Regions from separate parts of the Mus musculus genome. Here regions 1, 3, 4 and 5 are each linked to region 2. The links are chromatin contacts, called in public HiChIP or PLAC-seq and promoter capture Hi-C maps. All regions are on one chromosome and are shown on one strand. Each heading gives the region's core, a stretch centred on a gene start, on an enhancer-like site or on the middle of the called end of the contact. The rest is flanking DNA. Distances are from core to core; before and after follow the strand shown.

The links. Promoter capture Hi-C pulls out the DNA fragments that hold promoters and counts their contacts. HiChIP or PLAC-seq counts read pairs in DNA pulled down with a chosen protein or histone mark.
Region 1: a promoter capture Hi-C map of liver shows a contact between it and region 2, with 2.1 times the contacts expected there. The contact joins the enhancer-like site here to the promoter of Ubac2 in region 2. A contact is called at or near these places in 4 of 39 promoter capture datasets (the C10 cell line, the HPC-7 cell line, liver and 1 more) and 2 of 9 other capture datasets (embryonic stem cells and liver).
Region 3: an H3K27ac HiChIP or PLAC-seq map of T-cell acute lymphoblastic leukemia shows a contact between it and region 2, with 2.8 times the contacts expected there. The contact joins the enhancer-like site here to the promoter of Ubac2 in region 2. A contact is called at or near these places in 1 of 39 promoter capture datasets (the C10 cell line), 3 of 115 datasets of contacts at active chromatin or transcription factors (T-cell acute lymphoblastic leukemia, astrocytes and large pre-B cells) and 1 of 9 other capture datasets (adipose tissue).
Region 4: a contact with region 2 is called in a promoter capture Hi-C map of pre-B cells, with 4 times the contacts expected there. The contact joins the enhancer-like site here to the promoter of Ubac2 in region 2. A contact is called at or near these places in 19 of 39 promoter capture datasets (the 3T3-L1 cell line, 3T3-L1-derived adipocytes, the C10 cell line and 12 more) and 1 of 9 other capture datasets (embryonic stem cells).
Region 5: a promoter capture Hi-C map of liver shows a contact between it and region 2, with 3 times the contacts expected there. The contact joins the enhancer-like site here to the promoter of Ubac2 in region 2. A contact is called at or near these places in 9 of 39 promoter capture datasets (the 3T3-L1 cell line, 3T3-L1-derived adipocytes, the C10 cell line and 5 more), 3 of 15 datasets of contacts at CTCF or cohesin (embryonic stem cells, large pre-B cells and pro-B cells), 5 of 484 Hi-C or Micro-C datasets (B cells, CD4 T cells and the G1E-ER4 cell line), 2 of 115 datasets of contacts at active chromatin or transcription factors (acute myeloid leukemia and astrocytes) and 1 of 9 other capture datasets (embryonic stem cells).

The regions. Positions count from the first base shown.
Region 1 is chr14:122,550,453-122,553,727 of GRCm38.p6, forward strand. The region is part of intron 1 of Pcca (propionyl-Coenzyme A carboxylase, alpha polypeptide); the gene reads left to right. Among named protein-coding and RNA genes, the nearest start is that of Pcca, 18 kb to the left of the region's middle. Within about 2 kb of position 1,684, at least 4 of the 459 cell types and tissues checked have an H3K27ac peak or open chromatin away from gene starts, as enhancers often do. A contact at or near this core is called in liver, where this site is marked.
Region 2 is chr14:121,876,820-121,880,274 of GRCm38.p6, forward strand. Ubac2 (ubiquitin associated domain containing 2) reads left to right here and starts at 1,787. Exons shown (of 9, transcript NM_026861.2): 1 at 1,787-1,955. The coding sequence starts at 1,925. It overlaps 1810041H14Rik (RIKEN cDNA 1810041H14 gene), which reads right to left and starts at 2,589. Exons shown (of 2, transcript NR_130999.1): 1 at 2,389-2,589; 2 at 40-192.
Region 3 is chr14:122,850,380-122,853,946 of GRCm38.p6, forward strand. All of the region lies in intron 21 of Pcca (propionyl-Coenzyme A carboxylase, alpha polypeptide), which reads left to right. Among named protein-coding and RNA genes, the nearest start is that of Gm46488, 59 kb to the right of the region's middle. Within about 2 kb of position 2,307, at least 45 of the 459 cell types and tissues checked have an H3K27ac peak or open chromatin away from gene starts, as enhancers often do. A contact at or near this core is called in T-cell acute lymphoblastic leukemia, where this site is marked.
Region 4 is chr14:122,636,724-122,640,259 of GRCm38.p6, forward strand. Pcca (propionyl-Coenzyme A carboxylase, alpha polypeptide) reads left to right here. Exons shown (of 24, transcript NM_144844.2): 8 at 1,658-1,694. Among named protein-coding and RNA genes, the nearest start is that of Gm46487, 8.0 kb to the left of the region's middle. Within about 2 kb of position 1,643, at least 18 of the 459 cell types and tissues checked have an H3K27ac peak or open chromatin away from gene starts, as enhancers often do. A contact at or near this core is called in pre-B cells, where this site is marked.
Region 5 is chr14:122,875,159-122,878,577 of GRCm38.p6, forward strand. It overlaps Pcca (propionyl-Coenzyme A carboxylase, alpha polypeptide), which reads left to right. Exons shown (of 24, transcript NM_144844.2): 22 at 1,606-1,746. Among named protein-coding and RNA genes, the nearest start is that of Gm46488, 34 kb to the right of the region's middle. Within about 2 kb of position 1,698, at least 23 of the 459 cell types and tissues checked have an H3K27ac peak or open chromatin away from gene starts, as enhancers often do. A contact at or near this core is called in liver, where this site is marked.

The DNA.
Region 1 (3,275 bases), core at 434-2,933, 670 kb after region 2:
ACTCTTGAATTACATGCACAGGAGATGACCTTCCTTCACCTAGACACGCAGACATGAAGCATCAGCTTGGGCTTCTTTTTTTTTTTTTTTTTAAAGATTTTATTTATTTATTATATATAAGTACACTGTCGCTGTCTTCAGACACTCCAGAAGAGGGAGTCAGATTTTGTTACGGATGGTTGTGAGCCACCATGTGGTTGCTGGGATTTGAACTCCGGACCTTCGGAAGAGCAGTTGGGTGCTCTTACCCACTGAGCCATCTCACCAGCCCCTTGGGCTTCTTTTCTTGGCAGGATCGTCTGTGTCTTTTTGAATTAGTTTGTCTACAGAAGTATTTTATTTTTGTGTCCTGGTCACCTGAGTGGTGCTGTGGGTATGTTACCTGGCTTTGGTCAGGTTAGAACTCATGTGGAAATTGTTCTTTGAGATGATTGCTAGTGGGTTAACTGGTTTTACTCACAGCGAGACACAACCCCAACCCAAAGGTAGGTGCTCGTTTATCAACAAAGGATACTTATTTTCCTGTTTTTTTTCCCCCCAGTGGCTAACTTAGTCTGTCTAAAAGCATGGCCATGTCCTCAGTTTTGGGTTAATTTACTGCATCAGGTCTGACTATGGCTGTGGAACACTATCATTGCTCTCTCTTTGCACGTGAAGACATTTCCTGTGCACTCGAGAGGTGTCAGAGTTGAGATTTGTTCCCCTGTTGGAATCTGAGTCTAGACAAGAGTTGTTTTAATGAGGATTATTACTCTTATGGCCAGCCTTAAGTGGCTTGGTATGCTTTTTTAAGGCCAAAACTGGGCACTTTGAGCTTTTGTAAGATATCTTACCTTTAGGGGCACTTGACAGCCTGTAAAGAGTCATGTGGTCCTTTTAATGAGTCCCTTGGGAACTCGGGAGATATTATGACTTACATTTTAAGAAAGGCCCTTAGGAGTGATTTGTCCCACACCTTACAGTTCTGCAAGAGCAGAGCTGAGCATCAGCCCATGTGTCCCTGATGTTCACAGCTTCATCCATATGCCACGCTGACAAGGACCCTTTTTTTCTGAGGAAGAGAATCAGTGGCAGTATGTTACCTTGTGTTTTCTATTCTTCTTCATTCTTTTTGACTGTGGTAGTTTTCATAGTTGTTTTATGCGCAGTTGTTTAAAAGTTTTTCTCAAAACTTTTATTTTACATGGTACTGAAAGTCAAACACATGGACTTGTGTGTTTGGCAAGCACTTTACCACCGAACTCTGTTGATGCAAAGCTCTTCTTGTCTGAGAGGGAATAAGAGATAGTAGTATTCTAGAGTCAAATATGAGTGAGCATTGAAGTGGAAATTTCTGGTTTCTTTGGAGACTCAGTTATGTCACGTGAAAACTGTCTTATGAGAGGATGCTCTTGCTAAGAACAGGCACGTGTTTTTCTGGAGGCAGCCTGGAAAAAGGGCATGTGATGTTTTGCTATGGCAGATGCTTGAGGGTTCGTGTGTTTGCAAAGGATATAAATATATCCCACTGGACAGTGGACGATGCTGTGTGGTATTGGTACACCTTGCCATTCTTTTCTGGTCATTGTTGGGTTTTGCTGACACCGGTCTTTGCTGACAGTGCTGGATGGTATTGGTACACCTTACCATTCTCTCTTGGTTATCATTTGTCATGACTTCATGGTACTGGTAGTGTTCCAGAAGCTTCTTGGGGCTAATTGGCAGAGCCTTGTGGTTTTTTCTAGGTCAACCTGCCATTGCTGATTTAATGAATGCCATATCCTGACAACACAGATTGGATTTCCTCCAAGGAAATATTTCTAAACAGGTCAACATTCTCCTTTGCTCTGTTAGCCTTTCCTTCCCACTGCCTCTGGTGGGTGGTGGGCTAAAAGGGAGTTTACTTATTAAAAGTAGGTTTGTAAAAATCTAAGCCTACAGACTATGACCTGGGATATAGGGTCAGGTTGCCCCAAGTAACACTGACAGTGGTTACACAAACTTTATTATCACAGAGCAAAAAGTAAATTTGGCATTGGCGAACTACACCTGTGAGGAAATTGGGTGTGTGGGTTAAAGAAAAGTGAAGAAATATCTGCTATAGGTTTCAGATATTATTTGAAGACAATCAGTTTCAGGCTGCGACTGGGATGGGTCTCTAACATAGGCTCTTTCCCTGGGTTGTTCTGTCTCTTGTAATGATGTCTGTGTCTAGTGACTTGATAACTAGGGCTCTCTATGCTTTTTTTCATTCTTGGCTACATTATTGAGAGTTTACATGTCTGCACACTGTCTTCTCTTTGTGTGTATCTGTTTCTTTTTAACCAAGTACTTTTAAGTAATAATAAAACGATTCTAAAACCACTGTGTTCCCTTAGGCACTCTGCTACATTTTCTTCTATTAGTTTATGTGTAACTTGTAGATTTGTATAATTCTTGAACCCCGGTGGAGGTGTTTTAAAGTCTAGTTTTACATTCTTGACCTTTTCTTGAGAGTAAACACATAATATGCTGGTTTGGCTGGCTCAAACATTCTTCAGAGATTAGCTACTTAGAGATTAGAGATTTCTGGACTGTTCTCTTTAGCCAAGTTTAGCCAAGTCCATTGTTCTGGGACCCACAGAGGAGATGCACTTTATTCTGAGAGTTACTTAGCAATGCCACATTTGCAAAGTCACATAAACTCTTTTGCATTTTCTGTTTGTTTACTGTCAGAGTCTCAGCAAGGACATCACTTTCTTAGCGGTCATGTTCAGTCTGAATAAACTGCCTGTTTCGAGTAACTCCTGATAGCAGTCCAGGTCAGTGCTCACCCTCAGGGGAAAGTCAGCTGAGCTCTTATTTTCCAGCTGTGGGCAGAAGTGTTCAAATTGAGTGGTTCGAGGTGAAGAAACAGGGTGAGGCTGAGCTTGGGCTGGCCTTCATGTGCCTTTCAGTCCTCTCCTACGTGTTCAGGTGCGTTCTGCAGAGCTCTACCCCCAAATGCATCATTTTGCCATTGTTGTTGTTGTTTGTATGAATTAATTACGGGGCTTTCGTTTTAATGGAAAGTGTGCATTCAGAACCAAAGCTTGAAGTATCATTGTATTATTTAATCAATTGCTTGGCCACACATGCTTTCTGAATCTCCTCCCTTCCTACCCTTAGCAATAGCCACTCACATGTATCCCACACTAATGCTTTAGGGCTTTAGGGAAAGTGTTATCCCATAACCAGTGCTTAGTAGTAGGGCCATAAGTTGGTTATTCAAATTCTCACAGGAATCATTGTAATGTGTCCATTACTTCACTGATAAT
Region 2 (3,455 bases), core at 537-3,036:
ATGCTTTATTTCAGGTGCAGAACAAGACGATCAAGCCTCTTTTCACAAAATAATCTTTAATTCAAGGAGCTAATGGGTTCTCAGTAAGATTTTTGGTGACTTGGGTTGTCAGTGACTTGCACACTGGCTGTTGCTACTTCTTGGTGTTTATAAATCCAGGTGACCAGAACTGCTGCACTGATGTTCACGATACTGGAAGAGGAAAAAAAAAAGTGTTTCCTGTGGAATAATTTTCAAGAGTTTCAAGTTTTGACCACTTCATTTTTGGTATATTTCCACTCAAGTGTTTTCATTTCCTATGAGCCCTGAATTTGTGACGATTGAGTTTTCATGTTGATATCAGTCAGTATGTGCAACTGCTACAAAACTTCTGACTACTGTTCATCTCACAGCTTTCTATCTTTTCAGATTTCAGATCTTCCAAACATACTAATGTTCAACGGAATGAGGAATTTACTTCATTTCTTCCTCTCTAACCCTGATTAGATAATAACCTTTTATAGTTTATATTAGTTTACCATAAGTGGTTACTATCTATAATATATAGGACTTAAGTAGACAGGATTAAATTTCAAAACAGTAATTTAAGAGACATAATGTGACTTTGAAGCTTTCCTTAAATCTACACTATCCCCCTCGTTTCTATGTATTTAACCACTATAGGGCCATTTCTTAGATGAATCAGGCAAAAATGTCCAAATTCAACCATTCAGTTTTGACACCGGGTACTTTCCTAGGCAAACCATTTTAAGGAAGAATGCTTTTAATGCCTGGCTCAATACCCTGTGGGGATTCCCTGCGCACTTCTCTCTTTTTAGTTTGTTGTGATGTTTTGGATGAAGTATATGAAGAAAAGCTCACCCAGAGTAGGTCTGGAATTAGAAAAGCAAGCACTTAGATTAAATGGCATTTTTCCCTCCATAAAATGTCAAAGTTTAAATGGTGGCTTCTAGATTACTTGCAACTGGGGATCTGCCTTAACACGCACTTGGTCGTCCTGCAGTTCCAGTTGGTTTATCAGGCGCTGGTTAATTGGAAAACCTTACTACTCATGGATGAAAAAGAACGGGAAAGGAAAAATACACGTTTTAGCATTACTACAAAAATCGGCCGGGTCTTCTGAACACCCTTCAGTGCTCCCAGGGACCCCATAGTTTGAGAACCAGTCTTAAGTGGGCTACAGATTTTGTGGGAATCAGCTTCTGCGAAGATCATAAGGAAATAATTTTCCTGCGAAATAACTCAACTGGATGAACATACAGTCCCCCCCCCCCCCCCCAAGCCCTGGCTGTCCTGGAACTCACTCTCTAAGACCTGGCTGGCCTCGAACTCAACCTCCCAAGTGCTGGGATTAAAGGCGTGCGCCACCACTGCCCGGAACAGAAAGCTAAGTGTATTTTTAAAACTTTTTCTTCTACTAGCCGTCTTGTCCACCCTCACCCCAGCAACCCCAGGTGCTTGGTGGGTCACCGGAAGCAGACTGTTCACTGAGCGCCAAGGCCCACACGGAAGTACTGAGCATGCGTGGGACTCGCGGCCGTCTCGCCCAGTGAAAGGTCAGAGGTCTCGAGAAAGGCCTGGTGTTCTGTGGCGGAAGAACCGGCTCGCTCACGGCGCTTCACGCCGTAAGGTTCTGTACTGGGAATTCTGGCATGCGCCAAACCCGCCCCGAACTACCGGAAGCAGCTACCATCCGGCTCGCCCGCACCTACGCACTTCCTCTCTGGGAAGGAAGGGGCGGGCTCTGGCCGAGTGTGCACGCCCCACGGGCTGCGCATGCGCCTTCTTCCTGGCGGCTCCGGAGCGCCTCGCCGGGCCGACTTCGCTCGCTGGTTGACAGTGCGCCTGCGCGGTCGCTGGGGGCTCTCCACCTCTGCCTCCCCTCCCCCTGACGCCCCGCGGGGGCTCCGGGCCCGGCGGGACCATGTTCACCAGCACCGGCTCCAGTGGGCTTTGTGAGTACCGGTTCCCTCATCCTTGGGCCGCCCTTCGCTCCATTCCGAGCTCTTCCCGGACCCGGCTCGGGGCAGCGGGGGACTCGGGGTTGCAGGAGGCTGGGGGCCCCTTGCCTCCCGCGCCCGAGCCTTGTCAGTTCTTGCTCTTAGGGGGCAGCGGGCGCCGCACCCACCATAGCCCCGAGGGCCGAGGGGGTGCCACGTCCATTCCGCTCCCGGCGTCTCCCACAAGGTGCGCAGCAGCTCCTGCCCTGCTGCAGGTGGGCTGGGCAGTTAGGGTCCAGCCGGGTGCCCCGCTCATCTCGTGGCCCGGGCCCACGCACGCACTTGGCGACTCGAGTGCGGGGCTGGAAGATGTTCCCGTGGGGGCGACGCTGGAACCCTGCTCGGTTCCCTCTCCCCCTTCATTCATACAGGCTTCTTTGGGACCCACCTGATTCCTGGAACGTGTGAATTTCATCCTCCGCTCCAGAATCTGCCCCCTCAATATTAACTTCCACGTACATCTTACCCGTTGTCCTTGAAGAGTTTTTGCGAGCTGAAAAAGTGAGCGCTTTTCAGTGAAGTTAGGAAGTCACTTGGCAAGAGAATGCAAGCTTTGCTTCTGGATGCCGCTGCACTCTCCAGGAGTGTCTGCGGTGGTCAGCAGGTAGAGGGCGGAGAAGTTTATTCAACCTCCAGGCACCCCCCCCCCCCACGACATTATGTTGAGTTGACTTTAGAGAGTGGACTCTTAACTAAACAGTGTTGAGATTAGGCATTGATACACTAACAGCAAACTGTTTGAACAAGCCGCAGTTCGCAGTTTCTTTCTCTGTCGGTATTTCCCATCTCTGCGTGTGAAGTTAATGTTGCTAGAGCACAGAAGTGCCTGGCATCTCCAGATGGTACATTCTGTTGTGAACGTCATGAGCCTTTCAAAGAACACTCCTGTTACATAGTCTGAGAGCTGACTGTCAGAGCCAGCGACATAATTTAAAGTCGTCCTCACCTCTCACCGTAATCTCAGGCTTTGAAGTAGGTTTAATGTTGTTTATGATCTCCATATTTAGTACCTAATTTAAGTTATGGAAACGTTGACGTATTGGCCCCAGAATCCATCAGAACTACTAGTGAGTTGGTCTTCAAACTACTGTTTGGATGAATAAGGTAGTGTGGCTTTCCTAGGGTTACACTATGTGGGTGGATCTGTCAACAGCAGATTTCTTCGATTTTAGTTGTTCTCAGCATCTTGAGGCACCCTTTTGTACCAAACATGTAAAAGTTAAAAAGTGACAGTCTGGGGACATGGCTCAGTGGTTATGAAGCTTGTCCTGCAGGCATGAATATCTGAGTTCTAATTCTCAATACCCATGTAAAAGCTAAGGCATGCAGTGTGTGTCTATAACTCACCAGTGAGAGGTGGAGGCAGGAGATTCCCCAGGGCTTTGCTGGCCAGCCAGTTTACTGTGTCAAAAAAAGTGGAGTGATTCAGAAAGACATCCCAATATCAGCATGCAC
Region 3 (3,567 bases), core at 1,057-3,556, 970 kb after region 2:
CGTGACCAAATCATCCAAATTTGTCTTTGTATTGTGATTTCACTTGGCTTACTCCATAATCTTCATTGTTAGCAAGAGATAAATTTGGCCTAGACTGATATTTTCTTGAATTCACCGAAAGGGGAACAAAAGAGCAGGGGTGAAAAAGGCATCTTTGACTTTTATAATTTTTAGTCCATCATTAAAAGCATGACTTGCTCTATGATCTGAAGAGACGCCATCTAAGTCTCTATATTAGGAACAAAAGTGAAGCTTCCAGGGAAAAAAAAGAGGGGATGGGGGAGAGCTTAATCTGCATCAGGCCTTTGATGTATTTCTAGATTTTAAGAAGCTTCCTGCCGTTCCTGGCCACTCTGAAAAGGCTTCAGCCATGTGCTGTCCAGGCTCTGGCTCTATCCATCAGCACACTCTTTGTTGGACTGCCTTCCAGCCTCAGTGATGCCTGCCATCATACCTAACCTGTTAACCACACAAGCTGGCTCACTGGGACTTTTGTTCTCATTGCGTATTTCCCACCTAAAGACTGTGAAGTTAATGATGGATTTGAAGAAATTAGCTGTCAGCCTGTGAGTTTTCTTTTGAACTGTTATTGGTCCATCCACAGCATCTTATTGAGAAGTATTAGATGATTGCTGAAACCAATCTTAGCCCTGAGTCATGAATTGGAAAATATTGGAGATAATTTTGTTTTGCTTTGTTTTGTTTTGTTTATCAAGGCAGGGTTTCTGTGTAGCCCTGGCTGTCGTAGAACTCACTTCAATTTAGAGTAGACTGGCTTCAAACTCAGAGAGCTGCCTGCCTCTGCCTCACAAGAGCTGGGATTAAAGGTGTGCAACATCACACCCAGCTGATTAATCCCAGCTGATAATTTGTTTTTAATTTAAAAAATGAAGACATATATTCTTGATTGTTTGACATTTAAGATATGCTTTTTCATTGTGTATGGATGCGTGTGTGTGTGTGTGTGTGTGTGTGTGTGTGTGTGCACTTACGTGCATATTCATATGCAGATGCATACCTTCACAGAAGCCAGAGGTCAAAATCAGTGTGTTCCTCCATCATTCTTCTGTTTATTCATTTATTTTTTGAGACAGGATCTCTCTCACTGAACCTGGTAGTATTGATTGGCTAGACTAGTGAACCAGCAAGTCCCATGGGTTCTCCTGCCTCTACCTCCCTGACCCTGGAATTATAGGCATTACAACACCAACTTTTTGGTGGATGTCCCAGGGAATTCATACTCAAGTCACCATGCTTGACAGCAGGATTCTATTCCCTGAGCATCTCCACGGCCCTTATTTCATTTCTTTTTCCATAGCTCTGTGATGTGAAGGTGTGCCAAACTGTGACAGAACAGCAGGGGATATGCACATCTCCTGTACTGTAGGGAATCTCTGAGCTAGGTCTTGCTGCTTTTTCCATCTTGGGACATGAGTCCAAGAATGCTGTAGCACTTTGTGTCAGTGGGTTTCCTAGATAAAGAACAACAATATGGGTCTCAGTTTCACAAATAAAATCCAAGAGGAAAAGGAAGTAATTGATTAGCAGTGGTCACTGTGCTGAGGAGGATAACCTGCCTTCAAAGACTTATGTTTTGAACTTCATAGTATGTTTAAGAAATAGTTTACTTCAAAGGCCCTCACCACAAGAAAATGGGCTGTTTTCCTGCTATTCTTGTTCCCTGGCTCAGTATTACTATAAGTAGCTCATATCCGGCTCTGTGGTCTCAGGTGGCCATTGTGTTTATGATCCTCAGGCTGAAATGGCAAGAACTCTGGCCCTATTTTAAGTCAGTAGCAAATTCACACTGTTTGACATGAGTCGACTGAGGTTCTCACGAAACACTTGACTCTCTGACCCATGTTAAGGAAAATGCTTAGATACATAGGGATTATGGCCTCCCAAAATAAAAAACTAAATTTACCAAGCCAGGCTTAGACAGACTCACCTAGTGTACCTGCCGTCTTGATGCATTGTGATAACTTCTGCACTGCCACTCTAAATTTCCAAACAATGTGCTCAGAGATTAAAAACCTGACTGGGTTACCAAGACCTCATTGGAAGTGTTTGAACTTGCCCTTTCTTGTATGTGGGTGTATCTGCATATGTAGAGTTTTCTAAGATGCCACTCTTACTATTGGTGACCTCTACATAGTTCCAAATTTACAGACAGGAGTGGGAAATGACTTCCACTGAAATTGTTCACACATGGGCTGTTTCCATCTGAGGCAGCTCCCAAGTGATTCTGTGGGGAGCCCTTCAGAGAGGCCCAGTGTTCAGCGCTCTGCCTACTTAGGCTTGGTGGCACTGCGTTTCCTTCCTGCCTATCTGATGCATTCTTTGATTAGATCTAGGTTTGTTCTGAGAAATGCAGGCCTGTGGTGATTTCAGTTTCACACTGAATTCTCCCCTCATTCTTCCCCTCCTGTCCTCCCTTTCTCTTTCCTGTCTCACAGTGGAAGCAGAGGGAGTGAGGACTGAAAGACAGTGAGTGGTGTGGTGTGTTCAGAAGGGAAACACCAGCCACTCATGGCTTTCTCGACAGCAGTAAGGTCATGGGGCCTGGTGCCGTGTGTCTGTCTGTCCGTCCACATCAGACACTTTACTTCAAGCACTGGCCACACAGCAATCTTTTACTCTTGCACTCCTTGCCATCTCTTGTATTTACTGTACTAACTTGCTTTGGCAGCACTCGTGACAAGACAGGGCACTTCCTAAATTTCTAGTTAGGTCTTCTGAGATCTATCCCGTATTTGAACCGAGCTGACAGCCACATGCAGACTGGCTGCCTGAGTAAAGTTCAAATACTTCATAGGTCAGGGCCTTCGGGGGAGCCAATCCATAGAGATGACCCATGGTAGGAGTTACAAGAGTTAGCACTCCTCTTCCATCTATGCTTACAATGCTAAGGATTCTTAAGGAATTGTTTTGTTTATATCATTTGCAAGAAATTCATTCACATTTTCTAAACATACTGTCAGGATATACCTTTAGGAAAGACTGGTCACCCAAGCCCTTAGGAAGGCATTACAGATGGATACATGTTGTTGTGTCCATGGCCACTGTTTAGATCATGCTCTCCCTGCAACCATTCCTTCTGTCATTCCCAAGAGGGGAGTCTGATTGTCCCTCTCCGTTTTTTCTCACCTAGATGTTGAGGGATCACTGGAAAGTCTAGGGTTTGCTGTCCTCAAGTTCAGTTAGCTAATAGCAGAGGTAGGAAGCAAAGCTCGTATACATATGCATACTGCCTTCTCAGAGGGCTCCACGTGGAAAATACTGGGACCAAAGCCTATTGTGGCAAAAGACTGTATACTCCTCACAGTGTTTCCATTCAGTCCATAGACAGCAGGGTTTTCATAAAGAACCGGGGGAGTTCCATGTAACAGAACAACATCTGCAAGCCATTGAGATTGTGATCAGTAAATTACCATGGAAGGATGCAATATGGACCTGAATTGTGACATGAAATTAAGGCTGGGGTGACATATATAGGATACTGCACATGCAGGCACACACACACAGAATGCTGAACCTAGGATACTAAACTTAGAGTGAAAATCCTTC
Region 4 (3,536 bases), core at 393-2,892, 760 kb after region 2:
ACCGGGTCCTCACCAGTCCTCACTCTTCCTGTATGTTGTTCAAGAGGCACTAATTGTTCGATTTGGCAGGTTTAACACTTCCTGACAGAGGCTATTAAAGGCAAGTATTCTCCAATAACTGTCACCGGCTGGAACAAAGAGCCTTCCAACTCAATGTGTGGAAGCCATGACATTCTTAAATGACCCGTTTCATAGATTTTTTTTAAAATTTTATCTTTTTAAACTAAAATTTGGAGATGCAGGGTTGGTGCAAGCATCAAGGTATAGAAAGCGAGTAAAGCTTGATTTTGGGGCAGGGAGCAAGACAGAGCTTTATCTCTGACTTGAAAACAATTGTTATTTGGAAAATCTCATTAGCAGATGTGACTGCTTGGAGTAAAAAAAGACTTAAAACTGGTGTCGCTTTCAGGATTGCTTTGAACTTAACAAGCACCTATTTGTGGAGCAGACTGGCTAATGAAAGGAAATTAAATTTTTCTGACAACTTCCCGTTCCAGCCTCCTTATTCAGGGATGCTGTTGGGTACTGAAGACTTTTAAGGAAGAATTTCTTTTCTTTTTCTAAAAACTGGACATAAATGAAGCAGTTATTTTCCCCTAGTCCCAGTTTGGGGATTGGGGAGTCTACTGTGATTGCTCTTCATTTTAAATGTAGTAATTTAAGAGCTTTAAAAATGCCAGGCTTCCCTTGAATGCCTTGAAATTGTGGAAAAATTCCTGCATATTTATCAACTGGTGGTTCTAGAACATTGCTGGTGGTGCATATAGTGCCACTGGATTAGAAAAATTAATTGAATTGAGAAAGTGGCTTCAGAGTTCTTGTCATTATGTCGAAAATTTGTGCATAGAGTTTGCACAGTGTATATCAGGTGAATGGCTTTGGCTGGGGCAGTTTGTTGAAGCGGTTTTAAGTGTTACTGCTGACAAATGGCGGGGACGGATGCACTTGTGAGTCGGTAACGCAGGCCTGTCTTGGACCTCAGGGAGGAGTCCTTACCTTGTTCTTCGGAGTTTCACTGAACTTTAATTTATGTGCCTAGTACAACTGTAAAGATAAAATATGTACCTGAAGAATTGGTTAAGAAAATATAATGGAAATCACAAGGTTTCTTCTTTTTTTTCTTTTTCTTTCCTCCCTTCCTTTCTTTCTTCTTTTTTTTCCTTTTTTTTTTAAACAATTGCTAATTCTTACAGATACTGGAAATTTACTTATTTCTAGAAAATTGATAGAGCTCCTCCCAAACAATAGACAATCAACTCCCCCTGCTGACAGAATCTAGGAAAACACAGTGTGTAAATAGACAAGGGGGCTGCAGACAAGCTTTAATGATCTGATTTACAATTCAGTATTGATTGTAAACATCTAAAATCTGCCATTAAATCCCAGCAACTGCACCGAATCATTGGCAATTCTGGTCATGTTTCCTGCCAGCTCATTTCAAACTGCTTTGAGTTTCTTAATATAATAACGACGAAGGAGAATTTACATTCCACTTATGGTATTAATTTTACATTTCTCTGAATGAAAAGGGTTAGAAGGTTGTAAAATTGAACATTAAATGAATCAGAGGAGACAGTAGTGCAATATATGACTGCCCTAAAGACATTGTGCAATGTCTCATGGGATTAATGTTGAGTCTCATTTCCTGCCTTTACAGGATGCAGATGAAGCTGTCAGAATTGCAAGGGAAATTGGTAAGTCCTTAAATTAACTTTGGTAGTGTTTCTGTGTCTTTCAGCAGATACGGTTGAGCAAACGTGTAATAAGTAATTCCCATAGAGCAAATAATATTTTAATAGTTTTTGGTTTCTATTACTTGTGGCTCTAGAATTTATCAGTTGAATTACCATATTCTCTTATTAAAGTAGGACTTGTAGTCACTTGATCTTAGTTTGGTTCTTTTATAAGATGAACTCACTAGCTAATTAAAACGAATAATTGTCTGAAGAGTCTTGAGGATTGGACACAGTTTGTATTTAGTTGTGTGTGAGCACTCGGCTGTGGTCTGTTGTAATGTGAAGGACACAGCACACAGGATTCAAATGAAGGTGCCCTTGACAAGCTTGTTCAAGTTCTTACCTTTTTCTAAAATGGAAAATATCAACTTAATAGCTTTGCTAGGAAAGAAAGATGCAGTAGAAAGTGGGAGGTGAGAGCTGGATAGGCTAAGCAAGTGAATATATATATATATATGAAGTTTCAAGTATATTCCTCTTGCTCATGAACACAGTTGTCTTCTGTAGTGTCTAAATGGAGAAAATAGGAAAAGAGAACAAAGCTTTGAAACCTATAATTTTGAGTCAGATCAATACATGTGTATACCTATGGAAAGCTGTGGCTAGGCAAGGGCCTCAGACAACACTTTCTGTCAGGCTTACAGCAACATCTTAAAACAATCTGTGCTGCTAGCTACATTGTTTCAGGAAGCCATATACTAATATTTTAGTAGTCCTGTTTTCTCAGTGTGGTTTGTTACTCAGAATTTTTGTCTATGATAGGAGAGCATTTGATTTGGCAAAGTTTGTATATTCCAAAGTGATCATGGACATTAAGATATTCTTGTAAATGAGACAAGCTAGCATAGAGTTCTTTGGTCTGGTGTTCTTGAGCTATCAGCTTCCTCAGCATGCTCTTCTGTGATTGGCTTGTTGTGTACTGCTTCTGTTGGGTATGGCTAAATTATTTTGGTTTTGGTCATTTAAGTCATATTAAGTGTTCTTTGTTGTTTGTTTTGAAAAACTGCCTTGGATATAAGGCCAGTACATATAAGATACTATTTTATCTGTCGAGAACATCTGTATTAATTACTTCCTCAGCGTTGCCAGCATCTTTAGAAGCTTTTCCCTATTGTACTAATTTCACAGTAAGACTTGGTAGGTTATATAATGCTGCTGTCTGTGGGTTAAATCATTGGTCCTTTTATTCCCCATGAAGCACTCAGCAGCTTCTAAGACTGTCCTAAAGTGGTTTAATTTTATTAATACACTTTTAAACTCAAATTGGGCTCTTTTTAGTCATAGCTTAGATATTACCACCTATCCAAGTCATCTATGAGAATATTTTGTAATAAATGATTGTCATATTTGGAGGAATTTTGGAAAGCAGGAGGGCTAGAGTCTACACTAGGATCATGTGCCTGTGACATGCTGTGAATTACACATCTTACACTCAAGAACACTTTCTTTGGTGACACAGTATTCAAGTCTGTGTGTGTGCACATGCGCGTGAGCCCTTTGGTGATGGATCAGGTTTTTCCTACTCTTATTGAGATATCTCACACTTATATTATGGTTTGGATGGCCATTGTAAGTTTACTTAAGGGTTAAAGTAGACCTTGAGTCCATGGGAAAATATATTCCCAAGTGTGAGCAACAGAATTATAAACATATATTTGAACCTATTTTATTTTTTGTTTGTTTTCTTTTGTAGTGTCATTTTCTGGATTTTCTTGTGTGATTTATGTTTCTGTTTCTGTTTTCTTTTTCCTCTTCTGTGTTGCTGGGGAATCAGGATCTAGAGCTTATTTTGCAAGGCCT
Region 5 (3,419 bases), core at 448-2,947, 1.0 Mb after region 2:
AATGCCAGCTGGTCACGTAGTAGTGACACCCTAGTGATGCTGCTAGAAATGAAACCCGCCTGATGCACACGTACCTCTAGTGCTGCTGGACTTACTGCCCGGTACACACGAGCCTCTAGTGCTGCCGGACTTTCTGTTCCAAGGGAGATAGAGCACAGATACTAAAACTGTGCAATTTGGCCCAATTATGTCCCCCCTTGGTTCCCAAGGATTTAATGAGGGCCTTGGAAGTACAATTCATGGGTGATGCGTAGTCCCTCTGCCCAGGGTGTCGTCAGACTGACAGCAGCCTGCTTTTCCCTTGTCATTTATGACTCAGATGAATTTTAATAGGAGCAAAAAGCTTTTATTTGTGCTGTAATTTCACTTAAGGATCATATCCTTCAGGAACTGGCAGACATTTCTATGTCTTGATTGCAAAACACACACTCAGGAGTAAAGAAACACCCAGAAGATGTTATTATTCAACCTGTCACAGTGTCGAAAATCTGCTTGGAACCTAGGCTATCAAAGCTCTTCTGTGGGGCCTCCCCCACCTGCTTTAAATAGGCCCTGTAAAGAGCCACTTGGAGAGTGCCACTGTCCCCAGGCAGAATCAAAGTGGGAATCAGATTCTGCCTCGGCCTCCCTGCCAGCATGATGCCCACAGGAGGCTTTGAGTTACAGCAGCTTTCCTCCAACAAAATGGAGCTGCCCAGTGGGTGCTGCTTCTGTCCTCCCCAGAGAGACCGGATCTGGTGGGAACCAGAAACCAATTCCCTACCTCAAAGCGTTTTATTTTCTGTTTGGGTAGAGCGAATCGTGGTTCATATATTTATCTGGGATGTTTCCTGTCCAGTAGGTATTGTCTGTATTAGAAATGTTAAGATTGACTTGTTGGCCATCCACCTTTGCTATGCCATGAAAACTGATGTGCCTGGCATTTTCCGTGTTTTACAAATCTTGGTGCTATCATATCTCGGCCCAAAAGATATTCTCATTACATCTTGTCTTTCTACTAGCTGGCTTGTCATATGAGAAAAGGCTACATGGTAATGTGCCTAAAAGGAAAAACATTTTGATGTGAATATAACATTTTATGTCACTGAGAAATATTTGAACGTTAAGGACTTTTCTCTTCTTTTCTCAAAATGAACACTGAAGCCTTTGTCTCTATTTAATAATCTACATGGTGTAGCTGCTTCAGAGGTGTGGGAGGCGTGCGACAGCAATCTGCTGCCATCTACTGGTATGCACTCGGTGTCACTGCCTTTTCCCTGAGGCTGAGGGACTCAAAGGATCTGGTTCCTCTGCTTTGCACTGCTCGATCTCTCACTCACTCGGCAGTGTTCCTCAAGCAAAATCCTTACTGTTTTCCTTTACAAAGTTCTGAGATGGTTTTCTTAAAGATCTGTGATACTTTTTTATATATCACTAATTAATCATGAGTAATTCCTTTAAAAAACCTGTCTCCGTTATGAATAATGTTATGTGGAGGGTTTTAGAATGTTTGACTTTAAAGGATATTATTGTAATTTTAGTTTAAAGCTAAAAGCAGATTTTGAATAAGTGCTGTTTTAGATGATATTCGTCATTTGACCTCTGTTGTGCTTTTTCTCTTTCAAGTACAAAGTGCACATTTTAACCAAGCTTGCTGCAGAGCTGAACAAATTCATGCTTGAAAAAGTGCCCAAGGACACCAGCAGCACTCTGTGCTCCCCGATGCCTGGAGTGGTGGTGGCCGTTTCTGTCAAGCCTGGAGACATGGTAAGAGTACTTCTGTGTGAGGGATATGCTGGGCTCAGACTTCCCCTACAGAACAATGGCACCGACAGGAGCACGCTCCCAGTGGCCTCTTCTAACCCACAGGACGCTCATGGTACAGGTGTGCATTCACTCTGTATACCTACTTCACATCTGAGTTGTGTGGGTGACAGTGCCTCCTCCCAACTTGTGTGTGTGTAGGGGTGGGGGTGTAGGGGCGTGGAATAGAAATGAGGACAGACATTCTCTTCTTTCTCAAATTTGTAAAATTTACATTTACTTTGCATTGTTCCTTATTCCCTGGCCCTCTAGATATGAAGCATGCTTGAGGAATTCATGCCAGAACATATTAACCCTGACAGGGGTTTCTAGTTGCAGGATTTCTGAACTAAATGTCTAACTGGGGAGGAAAATTAAGGAAGCCTTAATCCTATAATCTGTTCAAAATCAGCCCACTGTTGTAAGGTGGAAAGTGAAATTCATAACTGGAAGCTTTATTCTTGACTTTTTAATAGCAGAGCTATATTATATCCCTTATCTGCTCAGTCCCATAACTTGCTGTGGACAAATGTGTAGGATACATACATCTTTCTTTTTCTTTTTCTCTTTCTCTTTCTTTTTCTTCAATCAGCTGCTTAGAAGCAAAAGTAAAAAATGGTTGAAAATGCAACTGGGAGATTCCCAGAGGCCCTTAAGTACTTGTGGAACCACTTTCATGGGCTATGTGCTAATTCTACTGTGAATCTGACTGAAGCCACTGGACTTTGCCTAATTTTCTATAATCATTATGTTGAGATAGCACCTGATTTTTTTTTTTATTAATACAGATAGAGCATCATGTTAACACTTAGAAAAATCCATGGAGGGGACATTGGCTTCTAGAAAAATACAGAATAAGAATGATCAAGTTGGATTGTTCATTAGTTCCCAATTAACATTCAACTGGGAAACTGACTTAAAAATATCTTCCCCTGGTGATACAGGAGAGCTATCTACTTTTGTAGAAAACACAAAGGGCCAGGTAGTTCTGCCTAGCTGCTTTCACGGATGTTCCTGCAGACAGCAGTACCTGAGGTCAGCGGTAGGCGATGGTGGGAGAGGTGAGGTGTGAAAGTTAGAGGCTGACTTGTGCAGTGCTGCAGAGCTCCCAGGGTTTTCATACAGGATTGGGGGGTGGAAATGGGCTCTTCACTGGTTTTGGCATTAACAGGCACAAATGCACATTGTATTATCAGATATTATCAGAGCAGTCAGTGAAATCTTGTATCTAAATGTGCAGGCTAGTGAGCAGTGAAGTTTTTTTTTTTTTTCTTTTTCTTTTTCCTTTTTCGCTTTTTGTTGTTGTGGTTGTGGTTACCTCTACCCTCTGGGGTTTTCTTTCTTTCTTCTTGTTTGTTTGTTTTGTTTTTCTGGAAGCCACCCAGTCTATATACTGCCAGCCCCAGCTTGCCAGTTCTAATTGTGGCTATAATTAGAGCATCACATTTGTGCTTTTTTGTCCTCATAAGAGGGTATTTACCTTCAATCCTAGTTTTCTGACATCTAAGACCAAGATGGGCAGAAGGTGTGGGTCAGCTCTTGCCTGGGAGGCTGCCCCCATTTGCTCCATCCTAGCTCTATTTACCCACTTATGATTGCTTAACTGGTAAGCAAGGCAGTGCAAGTGCAGCCTTCTT